Regions from separate parts of the Gossypium raimondii genome. Here region 2 is linked to region 1. A link is a contact called in public Hi-C data. All regions are on one chromosome and are shown on one strand. The core of a region is the stretch at or near the end of the contact, and the rest is flanking DNA. Distances in the headings are between cores, read along the strand shown.

Evidence for each region. A called contact is a pair of places that touch in the nucleus more often than the background predicts.
Region 2: a contact with region 1 is called in a Hi-C map of leaf, with 4 times the contacts expected there. The contact joins the promoter of LOC105800695 here to the promoter of LOC105800759 in region 1. A contact is called at or near these places in 2 of 2 Hi-C or Micro-C datasets (both in leaf).

The regions. Positions count from the first base shown.
Region 1 is chr7:15,721,808-15,724,550 of ASM2569854v1, reverse strand. LOC105800759 reads right to left here and starts at 1,401. Exons shown (of 7, transcript XM_012632063.2): 1 at 735-1,401; 2 at 509-632; 3 at 342-422; 4 at 1-225. The coding sequence starts at 1,237.
Region 2 is chr7:16,062,899-16,065,641 of ASM2569854v1, reverse strand. It overlaps LOC105800695 (receptor like protein kinase S.2), which reads left to right and starts at 1,419. Exons shown (of 3, transcript XM_012631969.2): 1 at 1,419-2,582. The coding sequence starts at 2,167. It overlaps LOC105800686 (exosome complex exonuclease RRP44 homolog A), which reads left to right. Exons shown (of 24, transcript XM_012631957.2): 20 at 64-169; 21 at 262-357; 22 at 471-552; 23 at 654-719; 24 at 879-1,264. The coding sequence ends at 1,092.

The DNA of each region.
Region 1 (2,743 bases), core at 152-2,651:
AACCAAAAACTGCCTGCTGAGCCATTCCCAGTGAAGAAAAATGACATTTGGATCTCCAACAAGGCTCTTGTAGGAGACAACGTGTTGGCGGAACCATGTAATTGCTTCTCTGAGCTTTCCACCATGCAACAACAAAGTGCAAATCTTGAAATGCAAGTGCTCAGCAACAATTTTGATCTCAAATAAGCGTTGTATTGGAGGCAATCTTGTTGAGGTAGCAACCATCTAAATGAATAGCATTGACATAGATGGTAGCAGTGACAAGTAGAAGGAACTAAGTAACTAGTATTAAGTATGATAAACAGAAGGATGGTAAAGAAATAGGATAATTAGGGAAGAACCTCGCGCAGGGCATGATAGGCATCCTCATAAAACCTCAAGGCTTCAGCCCAGTCTCGTCGGAACTCTGCATACACAGCAACCTACCCATTTTGTGAACCAATGAGCCAATACATAAGGAATTAATAATATGAAAAAGTGAGGAAAGCTATTCTTTTATTATTATTACTTTAAAACAGTAGCGAACTTGGAGATCGGGAGAGGAGAAATTCTTCTTTTCAATGCGAGCTTTAATCCTTCGACCTTCTTCTCTGTAAAAAGTAGTTTCTAGTTCGGCAAAACTGGCGCTCAACCTGACAGACATTACAATGTATGGGATATAGTTCATACAGCAATTAATTCAGTAAAGTACTAATTATTGTTAGATAAAAAGGGGAGGGGGGGGAATTGAGCACCTTTGAAGAGAGTTATTGAGTTGAGAAGGATCGGGGTTGAAGAGGAGAAGGTACTTGGAATCGACCTCTGCTCGCTTCCGTAAGGCAAGCAGGCGATCTTCACTAATGTCATCGGATTGGCCCACCACAACGAGCAGCAACAATTTGGTGTTCCTGGGACGAATAGCGGCTTTTAGGTCATCCAGATCGGAGCAGACTTGGACCCACTGGGCAGGGTCACCGGAGACATGATCCCAGGAGAAGAGGGCGGCCACCACGGCGGGGATCTTAGTGCGGTGCTTGACCAGCCAATCCCTTTTCAAAAATCCGGCGGGGGAAGAAGAAGGGGAGGGCGGGCGATGGAGGAGATGGGAGAGCTTGGAGAAGTTGGGCAAGGCCAAGGTGTTGATAGGATGCTGCTGGGAGAGGAGGTGGGTGGTTATCGCCCCATGCTGCTCTGGGCATCCTACCAATGCTACCAGCGCCACTGGTGGACTCCTCAATTCTTCTGGGTACTCTTCCATTTACTCTCTGCACTTGGAATTTCTTGATACTTTCGTCTTTTTCTTTGTATTTTTTTTTTCTACAACAGAATAGAAGACGATGATGGATCAGTTTCTGATTTTTAGGCCTGATTTCATTATCAGTATTTGGGCTTCTCTTCCCCACCCCAAACCACTAATATGGCTACTAGCTGCCTGCCTACTCCAAACAATGCTTTGCCTTCACTTTCAAGGGTTTCCTTTTTTCTCAATGTTACAAAGTCACAAAAGATTCGATTAAATTTGTAGATTAGATATTATTTAGAGAGGATATGCTCTATCAATGTTGTTTGTTGTTTTCATAGTTAGAAGACTTGAATTTAAAACTTTAATTAAAAAGTATCCATGTAACACTTTGATACCAATTTGATTTTCAATTCTGAGTTACTAGGTATTACATTCGTTGCTAGAAAAACTACGATCAACTATATTCAAATTATATTTTTAAATGATCAATTTCAACCCACATGCATATAATACAAAATACAATCGTTTTCGGATCTTATACGAGTTTACGAAAGTTCTAAAACTAATTTGAAGTCGAATTAGGACCAATTGTAAAAATTTCAAAACATTAGGTTGACGTTACAATATCAGGGGGTTCCTCGTCACAACGTAACATACTGAGTAAACCTTGTTGCCACGTTCAATATTCAATGTCGCGCAGTGGCATGGCAACTAATCTCATTGCGATGGGACAAATGACTACCTCTAGAAGTACTAACGTCCAGAGTAGAAATCTTGCACAAAATATATTAAAAAGAGTGGTATCTATAAGTATACAATTCAGGTTGTAATATAGTTACAACGTAGTAGATGAGTACTCCGAAGATTGTACCCAAGGGAGGCGAGCACTAAATTAATTCTAACCTAAGCACAAATAGATCTAATTAGTACTTTAGGTAGATTATATTACAATCAAATATAAAGAAAGGTTTTTGAGATTTTTATAATAATAATAATACAATAAATAAATAAGTAACGAGAAATCAAATAGTAGAATATGTTAAATCTGAGTATGGGTGATTAGCTCGCTTCGGTAATCATAACCAATTGTTGCTTCAGGTTTTCTTGTTTAATCAACTAGTCAATATCCCAGCAGGATCTTCCAATCTAGAATAACAAGTCAGCAATAACTACTTATCCTTCGACCTCACAATCCACACTGGTTCCGGGGTTAAGGTGTCCACGAATAGGTCATACCAATTTTGGGTTAATTCCTACTTTAATGACTTTCTAGGGTCATCAAGACTAGGGTTTAAGTTCTTCCTTTCCCAAACAGTTGATTCGCTAAGAGAACCCTACAAAACAGTTAATTAATCATACCTCCACTCTCTAATCCCTCACAAGAGGATTAGCTCCTTATGGATCTTTAAACAATATAGACTTGATATATAGAATAAACATGAATAACAATTCAAGACTATAAAGTTAGCAGAAGCCTGATTTGTATTGAATAAAATGCCGAATCCTTACAGAGTTTGATCA
Region 2 (2,743 bases), core at 170-2,669, 340 kb before region 1:
TCCAGATGGTTTTGACCTACGCACTTTTTAACTTGGTACTAATTTGCCTTGGTTTCAAATTAGGCTGTTTATTTCTGTAGTGGGGATCTCAGCCCTCCAGAATATCATCATTATGGGCTTGCTGCGCCCCTATATACTCATTTCACTTCTCCTATTAGGAGATATGCAGGTTTGTGAACAAAAATTTGTTTGTTACTTTACCTTTTCTTGCTGATGTATGCTTGATGATACTATTGCTCAAGTATGGAACCTTCCTTGCAGATGTGATTGTGCACAGGTTGCTTGCTGCATCTCTAGGGATCGATAAGCTTCCACCAGTTTTCCAGGACAGATCTCAACTAACTAGCATTGCTGATAGTAAGTTTTTTTTTCCTTTCATACTGTTTTTGAGGCTTCCATGGATTTGGGTAACAAACTTCACATACCCATGATATCCATTCTCAGCTTCCTATGCATTTTACCTGTTTCAGATCTGAATTATCGACATAGGAATGCCCAAATGGCAAGCAGGGCCTCTGTTGAGCTCCATACTCTCATTTACTTCAGAAAACGGTAACTGCCTTGGCCTCTCTCATGGAATTGAAACTGCCTTCTATAGAGCATAATGAATAATTGCACATGTTTTGAATTTATTTATTTATCTTATGCTGCAGGCCCACTGACACAGAAGCCAGAATAGTGAAGATAAGGTCCAACGGGTTCATTGTGTTTGTGCCCAAGTATGAACTTAGATCTTTTATGCTGGATTATCTGTATATGTTCCTCGTGTCTTTCTTTTTCTATCTGCTGTGTCTAGGCAGGAAAAGATAATGTTTTGGCACTTGTGTTTGTTGGGTGGAGAAAAAAGTAACATGAGTTTATGTTATATAAATGAACAGATATGGAATAGAAGGCCCGGTGTACTTGACAGGCAGAGGAGAGAAGGGAAGCGGGGAGTGGCATGTGGACGAGCAGCAGCAGAAGATTGTAAAGATGGACAATAGTAATAGTAATAGCCTTTCCTACAGTGTTCTGCAATCAGTGAGGATCCACATGGAGGTTGTGGAACCCCAACCCAACCGCCCTAAACTGCAGCTTACTCTTATTTCCTAGAAGTAGAAGATAACATCAACATGCACAAAGGAGGAGCTTTTATTAGGTTATATAGAGTGTTGTATTATTATATAAGATGCAAATGGAATGAATCTTGTTGTGGTAATTATAGTAACTGGCCTTTGGTTTGGGTTAATTGATGTTGGATTGACACAAGAAACATTTTTGTTCATGGAGTGCGTGTTCCTATTTCTATATGTTATTTTTGCAATAACAAAAAGAATGAATAAATAAACTAACACAACTTGTTATTACTGCTAGATAGTAGAAAAATGCATTTGGGTGGGCGACAAACAAGTAGACCTAATCAGATGGATGTGCATTTTGATTATTTTATGCGCTGATGCATGGAACATGTGGGACCCAGGAAACTGCAATGAAATAAATGTCCTAAAGTGACCTTAATCAACGCCCCTAAAATACATCTCCCCCCCTTTTCTTTCATTGGTTTTGATTTCACATGATTCGTGGATGTGGGTCACATGGCATTGGCAGAGAACCCCCCTTGTAACGTTTTACCATCATCATACCATGTCATCTCTCACCTATTGCAATTTACAGGAAAGCCCATTTCCCCATTTTCAATCTCAAATTGCAGTAAGAAATGCAATGCAAAGTGTACATGTATTATTAGCATGCATGATGATGGATGGAGCATGGAGATGAAGACCAAAGAGGGACGGATGTAGTGTGTCCTTTTGTGGTGATTCCATTGTATGAAGTAAGAAATGAAGTCAAATTAATAGGCAGGCAGCCTCCTTAAGGCTCAAACTCATTCAGTGTCACCTCATCCTCCCTCCCTCCGACTCCGATGTCTCCCCCACATTTCCCTCCTTTGTCAGAAATCCAACACACACACCCTTTTAATTTAATATAAATACTATTAATTTTTTCAAAAATAAAATTAAAAAAAAAAGACAACGACGAGCATAGCAGAGTAGAGCACGAGACAGACATCTGTAGCAGATCACACACCACCGCCCTCGCCTCCTCCCCTACCTTTCACTTTGAACCCATTTCCCATCTACATTACCATCCCCCTTTTGGAGACCTCAGCCACTCCGATCTCCGCCCATGGCTGCAGCCCTCGAGTGCTGGTCCAGCCGAGCCACCACCGCCGATGACGACATGGTCGAGCAGGTTTTGATGCGCTCCAACGACCGATCCGAGGACACCTCCTCCTCCTCCTCTGCTTCTGCCAAACTTGAAGCCCCGTCCGCCAAGAACAAACGGTTCCAGAGGTTGAGCAGGAACGTCTCTGAGGCCATTGCCTCTCTCAAGAACTCTCTCAATCTCGACACTTCCTCCCCACGTGATCAGCTTCCTCCTCCTGTTCCTTCTGTCCCTTCATCTTCCTCCAAGGCCGACGTTTGCCGGAAAGTGGTCTGGGGTACCGTTGTACGGAACTTGACTCAGCTTTACCCTGGAAGCCAGTTGCCTGAGAAGCTTGTCTCCAATATCCGCAAGCATTATGATTCCTTGCCTCTCAGGTCCCCTTCCCTTCCCTTCCCTTGCCTCTTCCTTCTTCCTACTCAGTTTAGGGTACTCTGAAAATTGCAACAACAATCAACAGGATCCTAAAAGCAGTTTCCTATCAGCATGGGTTTTTCATCTTTGTTTTTCCTTGGCTTTCAAACAGTGAAAGTTCGGG